Linked DNA regions of Sus scrofa: regions 2 and 3 are each linked to region 1. Evidence: chromatin contacts called from public Hi-C and HiChIP or PLAC-seq data. All regions are on one chromosome and are shown on one strand. Each heading gives the region's core, a stretch centred on a gene start, on an enhancer-like site or on the middle of the called end of the contact. The rest is flanking DNA. Distances are from core to core; before and after follow the strand shown.

What was found. A called contact is a pair of places that touch in the nucleus more often than the background predicts. HiChIP or PLAC-seq counts read pairs in DNA pulled down with a chosen protein or histone mark.
Region 2: a contact with region 1 is called in a Hi-C map of skeletal muscle, with 5 times the contacts expected there. The contact joins two enhancer-like sites. A contact is called at or near these places in 7 of 47 Hi-C or Micro-C datasets (alveolar macrophages, fetal skeletal muscle, heart right ventricle and 4 more) and 1 of 2 datasets of contacts at active chromatin or transcription factors (skeletal muscle).
Region 3: a contact with region 1 is called in an H3K27ac HiChIP or PLAC-seq map of skeletal muscle, with 5 times the contacts expected there. The contact joins the promoter of AKAP12 here to the enhancer-like site in region 1. A contact is called at or near these places in 9 of 47 Hi-C or Micro-C datasets (embryonic fibroblasts, fetal skeletal muscle, heart right ventricle and 5 more) and 1 of 2 datasets of contacts at active chromatin or transcription factors (skeletal muscle).

The regions. Positions count from the first base shown.
Region 1 is chr1:14,927,967-14,932,079 of Sscrofa11.1, reverse strand. The region is part of intron 2 of AKAP12 (A-kinase anchor protein 12); the gene reads left to right. Among named protein-coding and RNA genes, the nearest start is that of ZBTB2, 71 kb to the right of the region's middle. Within about 2 kb of position 2,024, at least 41 of the 83 cell types and tissues checked have an H3K27ac peak or open chromatin away from gene starts, as enhancers often do. A contact at or near this core is called in fetal skeletal muscle, mesenteric adipose tissue, omental adipose tissue and 3 more, where this site is marked.
Region 2 is chr1:15,033,808-15,037,920 of Sscrofa11.1, reverse strand. No RefSeq gene overlaps it. Among named protein-coding and RNA genes, the nearest start is that of AKAP12, 19 kb to the right of the region's middle. Within about 2 kb of position 2,135, at least 29 of the 83 cell types and tissues checked have an H3K27ac peak or open chromatin away from gene starts, as enhancers often do. A contact at or near this core is called in retroperitoneal adipose tissue, skeletal muscle and subcutaneous adipose tissue, where this site is marked.
Region 3 is chr1:15,014,960-15,019,072 of Sscrofa11.1, reverse strand. It overlaps AKAP12 (A-kinase anchor protein 12), which reads left to right and starts at 2,057. Exons shown (of 6, transcript XM_001927265.7): 1 at 2,057-2,393. The coding sequence starts at 2,232.

The DNA.
Region 1 (4,113 bases), core at 775-3,274:
GGGCAGATAAAAGGTGAGGACGCTGCTAAGTGGCTCTCTGGGAATCGGCTCCCAGGCATCACGACAAAGCACATCACTCTCTGTTCCCACGTGGACGTGTGACCAGGCTGGGTGCTGGTGGGAAGGTCAGAGGGAAAATCTATGTATGGACAGGCTGAAGCTGATTTTTGTAACAAGATCTAATTGCTGGCAAGATGCCAGTTAACCTTGCTCAGGGTAGGCCGGATAGGGTGCGTTCCGCCCCCTGGTGGTTATATGGAGTAACTACGTGCCATTCTCTCCGCCCCGCCCCGCCCAGGCTGTGCTCAGCGTTTTTTGGAAAATTCTTACCCCCCTCTTCCTTCTTTTTCCTGTGTCCACCCTGGTCCACCCCAAACTCCCCTCCTTCCTCCCTTCTCCCGAGCAATAATGAACAAGATCTTCATGGTCTAAAGAAAAAAGCAATAGTAAAATCTTTCTTTTGTTTACTTATAGGGAGAGCCTGGTTAATGGGGTCAGACAGGCAAGGCATGAAGTGATAAAGGGGAAAAGGATGAAAAAAAAAGAAACAAACGTAGGGGGCCTAAATGGCCTTGGCTAATAGAAAATTGATACGTGAAACTGTGTCAAAATTGTAAGAGCCCCCAATTTAGTACTTACTTATCCTGTGTTTAAGAATTTAGAGCTGCCTGAAAAATTCTGAATTTTGAACTTTGGTTCTGACTGATTTTCATGGTGTGTGGCTTACATATTAGAGAGTCAGTTGTGTCTCTACATTGGAACATGGCATAGTGTGATCTAAAAGTTTAGCTTGGAGCTCCTGCTGTGGCACAACCCGATCGGCTGTTCGATCCCTAGCCCACACAGTGGGTTAAAGGATTCAGTGTTGCTGCAGCTGCAGCACGGGGATCTGATCCCTGGCCCAGGAACTCCATATGCTGCAGGGCGGCCAAAAATAAAGGGGGAAAAAAGTTTAGCTAACATTACACCATTAAAAAAATTTTAAAAAGGACATTATGCTCAAGTATTTGAGTTGTTTAAAAGTTAACTTGGGAGTTCCCTTGTGGCTCTGCGGTTGTCACTGCTGTGGCTTGGGTCAGATCCCTGGCCCAGAAACTTCCACATGCCCAGGTAGGGCCCCCCCCCAAAAAATAGCTGCTGCCTTGATCAAGTGCTGAAGACACAAAGTTCGCCTTGTAACAGCCCTTCTCAAAAAGTTCAGGAAAGTGGACAGCTGAGGCTTGCCAACCCCCAGATCAGTGTAGTTGTGTGTGTGTGTGTGTGTGTGTGTGTGTGTGTGTGTAGCAGATGGTGAAAATACTATAGGTGCTAAAAAGGGAAGAGCATTTTTGCACCTCATCAGCCTTTAAACAAACACGAGGATACAGAACAGTATTTTTTTTTTTTAATGACAGACTTTAATATCTGTGCGGTTTATTTCCTTTAAGTAATAGTAAAAGCTGAGATATAGAAGTAACTCGGTGCCAGGAATGAAGTAACGCTTTAGATAAAATGCTGCTGACTCTGGTCTTATTCATCCCAGCAACTTTTTAAAGACCCTCCCTGGGTCTCGCTGCAGAGCCTTACTGACCAGTAACAGAGACCCGCCACAGGGAGGGCTCCCCTCCTTTAAAACGAAACACATGACGCGCGAGCGCGGTGCCAAGTCCCGGAGCGCGGGAGGGCGGGCCAGCCCCGGCCCCGGCCCCGGCCCCCGGCCCCGGCCCCGGCCCCCGGCCCCCAGCCCGGATGGGTGGGTGGATGGGTGGGTCCTCCTATAATTAGCTGGGGAAAGGCATCCTCCGTCCGCTTCTTGCTGCTGCTGCGAAGGCAACTCTGGTTCTTGCTGATCCTCCTGGGGTGGCTGGGCGGTTCGTTCTTTCGGATCCCGGCGAGACCGCAGCGGGTTAGCAAGACCCCCTTGGGCTTCAGCCAAGCGCCAGAGGGGGCGAGGCCCGGTCGCTCCCGCCTGGGAGGTGCCGGTCCAGGATGCTGGGGATCGTCACCATCACAGGTAAGGCGGGAGCCAGGTCTGTAGTGTTCTCCCTCCACGGCAGGTGGAGTCACCTGCTTTGGGCTGGGAGAGGCTGCGGGGCGGCGGCTGGACATCCGGATGGGGCATCTCTTTCTCCCCCCGGGGCTGCCTTTTGGCTCAGAAGAGCATTCTCTCTTTGGTTTTCTCTTGGCCTGTGCTGGAATCTTCCTGACTTTGCCCAGGGGAGACCTGGAATGCATTTTGTGAAGGGTCGCACCCCTGCCCCGGGCAGAGGAAAGCAGCCGCGCCGGCCCAGGAGACACATGTTAGATTGGACTGAATTTGAAAATAGGTTGTGAAGACCTAAATCGCTTGCTGTGGTGATTAAAAAAAAAAAAAAAAAAAAAAAGAGGTAAATTCTGCTGTTGACCTGCTTCTTAGGAACTTTCAACGAAGGAACACTTGGCGATTTAGGGGACTCAAGTGTTAAGCGGTAGTTTTTATGAAGCCATCGTTACTGTAAAATCAGTAACTAAGGTCAGCAGCGGTCAGGCAGTGAATAGTAAGGTCTTCAGCTTGCTTTCTAGTAATCTGGCTGAGTGTAAGTGATAAGGTTTAATACCTACCTCTAGCTAGTAAGTTACAGATAGCAAACTTGTGGAAAGTTCTCAGCTCCTCCCGCTTGTCATTTGATCTTTTCATGCAATTGTACTGTAGCTGGAAATCTTAGGAACCTGCCTGCTTTCTCCTCCTCTCTGCCTTTTCCCCCCATCAAATTTAAGCTTCATTTGCTAATTTAGATTTTTATTAGACCAACTCTTCTCTAAATATCTGAGATTGCTGTTCTCCAAATAAACACGTGTTTTCTTCAAAGTGCAATATAGAATTTCTTGGACTTAAAATTGTTCTCAATCTAATCGCTTCTGCAAAGCCTCATCCGCCTCTGGAATTTTTAATGAATGTGAAAGTTGAGCAAAACTAAAAATACCTCTCACTTCCTATAGATTAGCTTGTTTACTTTGAGATTGTCTTAAAATTCCTTCCCCAAGTTTCCTGGACTGGCCTTTCTACCTTTTGCCTGAGGTGAAAATTTACACGGAGCCTAGAAACTATGATGAGACTACGCAAAATTTAAAAATTAAAACCCCCAAATTTTTCATTTTTTTTTCAGATCATTCATTTTTCTAGGAGTGAGATAAAGAAGTGCCCAACCCTGACTGAGGCTGCCTGGGGGTGTGGTTTGGGGGTGTTACAGCTGGGGAGTGGGGCCTCTATGACCATGCATGACTTTATTTCTGGGCGCTTTTTGTGTCCAGTGTAATCTTTATTATATCTGCTCTTTGATGAGTTCATCATATGCCATGTTTCTTATGGGAAGGGAGGGTGGTCCTTTTAAGCAGAAATTTAAGAGTTAACAAACGTGGAATACTTGAGGAGGCTTGAAAAAATTGGTTCCTATAATCCTAATGGGCTGATAAAGGAACAGAAACAGTTGGAAGAGCTGTCGGCTGTTTAAGGCAACGTTAAGTAATGAGATCGATTGCTTTCTCAGTTTTATTTTTATTACAATGTTGATATGAAGAATGAAGCAAAATGTGGTACATTTTCCTGGTGAAAAGAAAGTGTGCAGAAAATATTTTTTTTTTAACTTTTTAAAGTATACTGGATGTACAGTGTTGAGTCAACTTCTGCTGTACAGCAGAGTGATCCAGCCATACATCCATAAACCTTCTTTTTCTCATATTATCTTCAGAAATCTTACACTCAGAAACTTAATAGCAAGTAAACATTTCGCAATGGAAGAGGTAAATATGAAAAAGGAGTTTCCACGGTCAATTTTTTTCCCCTCCACAAGTGATTCTGATCAGGAAGATTTATAATCAATAGTCTTTAAAGAGTTGGTCAGAATCTTGAAAAGCAATAAAGGCTTTTAACATTGGCGTTAAAGATTAATTGAGTATCCAAGGTTTCTTGTGCCTCGGGATTGCCTGTTTAAATAATGTAGGAGGGGAGTTCCCTGGTGGCACAGTGGCTAAGGACCTGGTGTCATCCGTGCTGCAGCTTAGGTCACGGCTGTGGCAAGAGTTCGATCCCTGGCCCTGAACCTTCGACAGCATGGCCTAAACAGACAAATGAATAAATAAATAGTAGAGGGGAAA
Region 2 (4,113 bases), core at 886-3,385, 110 kb before region 1:
TAACCCATGGACAGAGGCCAGGGATCAAACCTGCATCCTCACAGAGACAATGTTAGGTCCTTAACCTGCTGGGCCACAATGGGAACTCCTTTTTTTTCTGCCTTTTTCATTTCTTCCATTCTAATTTTAAACACTAGATAACCATTTCAAGAACATAGATTAAAGTTAACTTGGGGAATTCTCCTGTGGCATAGCAGGTTAAGGATTCGGCATTGTCACTGCAGCTACTCAGGTTGCTGCTGTGGCACAAGTTTGATCCCTGGCCTGGGAACTTCTGCATGCTGTGGGCACAGCCCCCAAAAATAAAAATAAAGTTAACTTACACAAACATACACATGTCCAACTGTGCATGGTTGTGCTGACGATGTTCTGTTAGGACAGGAGAAGAGTATAGAATCGTGAGAGCCTAAATGATGAGGGTCTGCAGCACTGATATGGATGAAGGGAAAGAAGAACCAAAACCTTAAAAATAGAATCACCATCTAATCCAGCAGTCCCCCTCCTGGGCATCTATCCAGAGAAAACCACGGCTTGAAAATACACATGTACACCATGTTCATTGCAGCACTATTTGCAATAGCCAAGACATGGAAACAACCTAAATGTCCATCGATAGAGGAGTGGATCAAGAAGATGTGGTACAGGAGTTCCCATCGTGGCGCAGTGGTTAACGAATCCGACTAGGAACCATGAGGTTCGGGTTCGGTCCCTGCCCTTGCTCAGTGGGTTAACGATCCGGCGTTGCTGTGAGCTGTGGTGTAGGTTGCAGACACGGCTCGGATCCCGCGTTGCTGTGGCTCTGGCGTAGGCCAGTGGCTACAGCTCCGATTCGACCCCTAGCCTGGGAACCTCCATATGCCGCGGGAGTGGCCCAAAAAAATAGCAAAAAGACAAAAAAAAAAAAAAAAAAAGATGTGGTACATATACACCATGGAATATGACTCAGCCATTAAAAGGAATGAAGTAACGGCATTTTTAGCAACGTGGATGGACCTAGAAATTATCATGCTAAGTGAAGTCAGCCATAAATGAGACACCAACATCAATGCTTCCACTGACATGTGGAATCTGAAAAAAGGACACAATGAACTTCTTTGCAGAACAGATGCTGACTCATGGACTTTGAAAAACTTACGGTTTCCAAAGAAGACAGTTTGGGGGTGGGGGGATGCACTGGGGGTGTGGGATGGAAATGCTTTAAAATTGGATTGTGATGGTCATTGTACAACTATAAATGTAATAAAATTCATTGAGTTTTATATATATATATATAATCCCCCCAAAAAAGAACTAAAATCTTCCAGGAGATGGAAGTCAAATTTGGTTACTGGATGAAGGGATGGGGAGATGGTGGAATTTTCCATTTCTTGCCAATTTCTGGCTTGAGGAACTAGCAAGACCTGAAATACAAGAGAAGAGGTAAATTTTTAGGAAAGAGAAGTGAGATTGTTTTGAAGTCCAGACATACGTTGTTTCAAGGCACTTTGCAGAGATTTCGTTTTGTACAAAAGGAAGGTTTGTGGCAACCCTGTGTAGAGCAAGTCTATCAGCACCGTTTTTCCAACAGCATTTGTTTACTCTGTGTCTCTGTTCCATTTGGTAATTCTCACAGTGTTTCAGATTTTTCATTATTATTATATTTGTCACAGTGATCGGTGAACAGTGATCTTAGATGTTATTGTGAAAAGATGATGACTCACCGAAGGCTCAGGTGATGGTTAATATTTGCAGCAATAGATTTTGGGCGGTGATGGCAGGGAGCATGCCCACGACACGCAGAAATTCCCAGATCAGGGATAGAACTTGTGCCACAGCAGTAACCCAAGCCACAGGAGTGACAATGTCAGATCCTTAACCACTAGGCCACCAGCTTCACAATAAGGTATTTTTAATTCAAGCGTGTACATTGCGGTTTTTTTTTTTTTAAACATAATGCTATTGCACACTTAATAGACAGTACAGCATAAACATAAGTTTTATAGGCACTGGGGAGCCAAAGAATTCACATGACTTGCTTTATTGCTGTGATCTGGAACCGACCGCAATATCTGGGAGGTCCGCCTGCAGTTGCTGACCTACGAAGGGCAGCTGGAATATCTGTCCTGGATCACAGCTAGAGCCCGGCTCAGGGACACATTCGGACTGGATGTGGCTACAAAAGCTATGGATGGACACGCCGTTCAGAACAGAGATGGAGCGTGAGATGAAGCGAGAAAAGACCAGCAGAGGGCCTGGGGCGGGCCTGGAGGAGCAGCCACAGAGAAGGACGTTCCACAGCATCTCTGGGGAGACCAGAACGCAGAGTCTGGGAAGAGTTAGCACCGTGGAGCCGCGGAAGAGACTCCCCAAGGGGAGTGGTCCAAGTGTCAAATGGCAGGATGGGGACAACGATCGATCGGGGCTGAGGGCTGGTCTCGGCTGCTGACAACCAGGACACGCAGAGAGCAGCCCACTGCCCTGGTGGGGCCAAGTGCCACATGGCCGAGCGCTGAGGAGTGGGGGAGGGTAAGGTGACGCTCCATGTGCGCTAAGAACTGTGCTTCCAAGAAACTGGATTGTGAAAGAAAGGCAGTCTCGGAGGGCATTGAGCAAAGCTCCGTGGTTGTTTATTTTTAAATCGCAAATCAATTGAAGCATTCGCATAAAAGAAAAAGTCAACAGAGGAAGAGAATGCGGATCTGCCGGGTGGGGGAGGGGCGCTCTCCGTGGAGCGCGTGGAGCGCGTGGAGCGCGTGGAGCGGCGCAAACCCAGGGTTCCAGTGGCGCCTCTGCCATCTCCATCGTCTGGGGCACTGGAAGGAGTTGCCTGAATGGCTAAGGTGGAGAATTCATGGGAGCTTGGTGACAGAGAAGGACGAGAAATGAGATTTTAGGGGGGTGGAAATTAGAAACCCTTGATTCTTTCGCAATATGTTAACAGTCTCCACCTGGAGAAATGCAGCCTGGACACACACATAGGCACACGCCTCGTTTGGTGGATGGGTGACCAGGGCAGACCACAGGCCGCGCACAGAGGGGGCAGGAACAGTGGCCTCCTCCTCACTGTTATCTACCCTGGGGGGAGAAATGATGCAACATGACCCAATGTTTATAAATTAAAATAACAGAGTCACATAAGAGATCTACTGTTTAATTTTGCTAAAAGAATAAAGACATGGGCCACCTATTATCAAAGATCACAGTGCCTAAAAAAAGTCATATCCTAGAATCATTGTCTTGGTTAAATTCAAACTGAATATGATTGAAATTTCACATTTTTTTTTCTTTTTATAACCACATCCTACATATGAAAGTTCCTGGGCCAGGGATCGAACCTGAGCTTCAGCAGTGATCCAAGCTGCTGCAGTGAGACTCTTAACCCACTGCATCACAGCGGAAACTCCAAATCTCACATTTAAAAGCCAGTGATATCTGGAGTTCCCACTGTGGTGCAGGTTGAGGACACTCGGGTCACTGCTGAGGCATCGTTTGATCCCCAGCCTGATGAAGTGGGTTAAGGATCCAGCATATGCCACGGGTGCAGTCAAAAACACACACACAAAAAAAACAAAAAAGCCAGAGATGTTTAAAATCATTCCTTTCAATGGAAAGATGGGACCCTATAAATTTCCACATGGATCTGAGACCTAGTTTAATCATCTTCAAGCCAACCTATTGTGTCCTTTACAAATATTGATTTTAGCTTCTGCATTGATCGTGCTTTGCAGTTCCATCTGTATGGAATAAACCTGGCCTCCTTTGCAAGGTCACCCCTTCCACATGGGCTCTTTATCTTTCCTGGTCCCTGGCACCTGCTGTTCCAGACGCCTCCTGGACCTCCAGGGAACCTCTTCCGGATCCTAAGACGACTCCACTTGAAAATGCAGTAGTTGTTGATTCATTTTGATACATTTAATGCATTTTAAAATTGTTATCATTGCTTTACAGCATTATATCTTCAGATGTACAACATCGTAATTCTGTAATTTTTATAGATTATACTCCATTTAAAGTTATTATAGAATATTGGCTCTGTTCTCTGTGTTGTACGCTATAATTTTGTGGATTATCTATTTTATACATAGTAGTTTGTACCTCTTTTTTTTTTTTTTTTTTTTTTTTTTTTTTTTTTTT
Region 3 (4,113 bases), core at 808-3,307, 87 kb before region 1:
AACTGAATGATACATTTTCATATGTGCTAATGTTAATCCTTTCAAATAGGTTTTTTTTTTTTTTTTTTTCACTTTTTTTTTTTTTTTTTTTCACTTTTTTTCACTATAGGCTGCACCTGTGGCATATGGAAGTTCCCAGGCTACGAGTTGAATTGGAGCTGCAGCTGCCGACCTACACCACAGCCACAGAACTCGGGATCCAAGCCTCATCTGCAACCTACACCACAGCTCATGGCAACACCAGATCCCTGACCCCACTGAGTGAGGCCAGGGATCAAACCCGCATCCTCATGGATACTAGTCTGATTCGTTTCTGCTGCACCATGATGGGAACTCCAAAGGCTAGTGAGATGCACATAGGTTTTAATAGTGTTTTTAGCTCTAAGATCCTAGATGAGGTCCAAATGCCTCTTTTCATTAACATCCTAAGAAGAAGAGAGGAAGCATCCTACAGAAGGGAAGTGAATTGTTGGGCAGTGGTTCATAGGGAGGATTCTGCTCTTCCAGCTACCAGATGTGAAACCTAGATTACCAGACTCAACCCCTCGGAGGCCTACCTTCCCCAACTCCATTGGTAAAATGAGGACAATAAGATAAATCTACATTATTGTGTTGTTTTAAGGATGAAATGTGGCTATCATACACACACAGAGCATTCATGTACCTAGTATAGAGTGAGCACTCAGTGTTTCCTAAATAGTCAACATGGAAGCTGAAATGGCTGAAATGCTTACAAATTCTGAAAACCAACCATTTGGCAAATATACTGCTTCTTAAGGGATAGATGCCAGAGAACGTGGCCTTTATGTACCCCTTTCACATAAAAATAACACATTCCAAAAAAATGTTATGCTGGATAACTAACCTCTGGATCCCAAGGAGCCTTTTTACAACCTGTAATTAATTAGGCACAAAATATCCTAGTGTTGAACCACTGTTGACATCAATTCACAAGATTGTTCTAGATCTGGGTCTGGGATATTTATCTGATGTCTGGGATATTTATCTGATGTCTAGAGGCAATATTGCAAACCATTCTTCAGATTTCATGAGAGCCTAACTATTTGTGAGAACTGGGATAATTTTCCTTTCAGCCCCATCACCTTCTTGCCTATGTCGCAGAGAATCCAGCTAAAATTGTAATTTGGTTCAAATATGTATTGAGAACTTGCTATTTTCATATAGCAGGTATTATATTCAAGCTTAGGAAGGGACAGAAGGCAAACCACTTAGGCCGATGTTATTGAAAGCCTTTATCTATGGAGAAATACTCTCTATGTCATCCTGTTTCTGCGTGGCTCCGGGAAGAAGTGGCCTGGGCCTCCGGCATCAGGCCCTTAAGGACCAGCACTTTTCCAGTAACAGCCTCACTTCCCCAAATTCCCCGGGGAAGGAGGGAGCCGGTGTTGCCGATGGCATCACCTGATAGCGCTTTTCCGGGTGATAGGAGAGCGTGGGGCCGCCTGGCCCACCTCATCCGTGGTCTGACTGCATTAACCTCTCGGTTCCCAGCTCCTGCCACGTGAGGTGCCCTAATATGGTCAGACTCCGGAGGAGCCCAGGAGCGCTTGCCTTTCTCCTGCTACTGGGGAGGAGGCAGGAACAATCGTTTAGAGGCAAACAATGTGAAGGAAAGCAAACGGGGATCCGGGTTGGCTTCTGGGCGAGTTGAAAGTCGGCTGCAGCAGAAGCCCTGTCTGGAGTCATCAATCATTTAATAACCCCCTGGCGAATCCGATCTCCCCGGGGGGTTTTCTGCCCTCCCTTCTTTCTCGCTCTCCCCTCACCTTCGGGGAGGCGGTCCTGGGTGGTCCCCCAGCTCGCATCCCCACTTAGGAACAGGAGGTGCCCTGGGGGTCGGGGTGGGCTGCTCGCCTGGCCCTTGGCTCAAGGCTCTGGCTGCTCCTTGAGTCCTAGCAGCCTGGGGGGAGATGCTGCTGCAAGGCGTGTCTGGGGCTGTGCTCATGTGATGAAGCGAGGGAAAAACAAGGGGGAGGAGGAGGCGGCAAAGAGGTGGCTTTTTTTTTTTTTTTTTTTTTTTTTTCTTTTAAGGAGTTTGCCGCGAGCGCGTCTCCTTCATTCGCAGTCTGGGCGGGTTCGGAGGAGGACGGCGGGAGAGGAAAGCGCTCTCGGGACCTCGCGGGGGCACGGCTTCTGGCTCTTCTCCGCGTCCCTGCGATTTGGGGAAGGCGTAACCGAGCAGCCAGGCGCGGGAGGACCGCAGACCAGCCATGGGCGCCGGCAGCTCCACCGAGCAGCGGAGCCCCGAGCAGCCGGAGGCGGGGAGCGCGACGCCGGCCGAGCCCGAGCCCAGCGGTAGCGGCTCTGCGGCGGAGGCGGCGCCCGGCACCCCGGGGGATCCAGGCATCGCCGCTGCGGACCCCGCCACCAAGGTAGGGCGCGCCGGGCCACCTGCCCCGGGGGAGGCGGGGGCGAGGGGCGTCTCTAGATCTCCGCCTGTGAGAACTTCCTCGCCGATGCAGCCCATCTGCAAACTCGGGAGCAGGAATGCTTCTTTCTAAGCTTTTCAGGGTCTTTAGCGCCGGGGCGGGACCAGAGCAGCGGCGAGCGCGGCGGGGGGCTTGCATCTTTGTCGTGGGTCTTCCTGGGGAGGCGACTGCGCCATCCGCAGTAATAAAATCCCCCCCTACCCGGGGCTAACTGAGCCTTTCTCCACGCTCTTCCGGTGGGAGCGACCCAGCCCTACCCCGGCGAGCTGCGTGCGGGAGCCCGCGGAGAACTGACCTCCCCCCCTGCCGAGCGTCTGGAGCCCCCTGCCCCCGCCCCGTCTCCCGGATGCAGAAAGTCAGCCGTTGGGCCTTGACGGGTGTTGCAGCCCGGCGAACCCGACACCCGTGGGTTCCCCGCTGCGTACGGTCCTTGATACCAGCTCTGTCTGGAGCGACCCGGCTTTGGTACCCAGCCCTCCTGCGGCAGCGGCTCGGGCAGACACCGCCTTTCTGATGCGGAGAAAGCCTGGGGTGTAGCTAGCTCGCGGCCAACGAAAACCTGAGCCGAGCCGACGCTGCGTTTGCAAAAGGAATGACAGGTTTCGCAAACCCGGCAGCGTCCTCCTTTGCGCTCAATTCATTGCCTGTGGACTCAGTTGGATAAACAAATACTGGAGGAGTAGTTAGAAGTTCTCAAAGGATGCGGTCAGAGGCGTAAGCAAGCATTCCCTGTACTCTGGTCTATGGAGGCAGTGCTGAACCTCCTAGGCATTTTGCGTTCTATAGCCGTGAGTCTTCAAGGCTTAAATATTTATCCTTGGCAATGACAGAGGCCAAGATTGTGATTTGTTCAGATCGTTGCATTTTAAATTTTTTTTCCAGTATGTGTGTTCATTAGCAAGACTTCGCCCAACCCATTTTGTGATGTTTTTATAGGAAGATGTAGATAATCATACTTGATACTTAGAAAGGAAAAAAAACCCTAAAAACTCCAGGGTCAAATTTGAGGAGATACAGAGTTTATGAGGACCCTTAGAAGTTATCTCAGGAAAAAGAAAAAAAAAAAAAAAGAATTATGTCAGGAAGACTAGATGTTTACAATGGTGGGGGCAGCCCTGAAATCTAGGTAAATTTTACAGAATTATGACCTCATTGCCTTGACCTTTTAGCTGTCCTGGTCTTAACTAGATTACCTCTAGTTGTTAACATAACTGCTTCTAAAACTCATAGTCACCAGAGCTGTAGATGCTCCCAAGTACTAACTGTGCCTGGAACATGGAGATTTTCTAAGAGTTGCTTAAGGAATGTCCTATCCTTTTTAAGGTCAGAGTTACATTTTAATATTTACTGTACATCACTTTTGATGCCAACTACTGTCAAAATAACTGCATAACTAGCATTTAGAGTCCAGTAATGAAAGTAATTTTAAGGTGTAATTGCTAAAAGCTTGCAATCAGAGAACTTTTTTCCCTTGGCTTTTGCACAGTGTGGCTTTTATCACACTGAGGTTTGGTCCTTATTCCCTTCCCTGAAAACAGCAATGTGTTTGTTATTTAAAATATTCCTTCCATTCTGTTCTCCGTATTTTTCTTCCATAACCTTATCCTGCTCCCTTTTTCCTAGTCACCACCATCTTGAAAACAGCCAAAAGACCTCCTTTTAA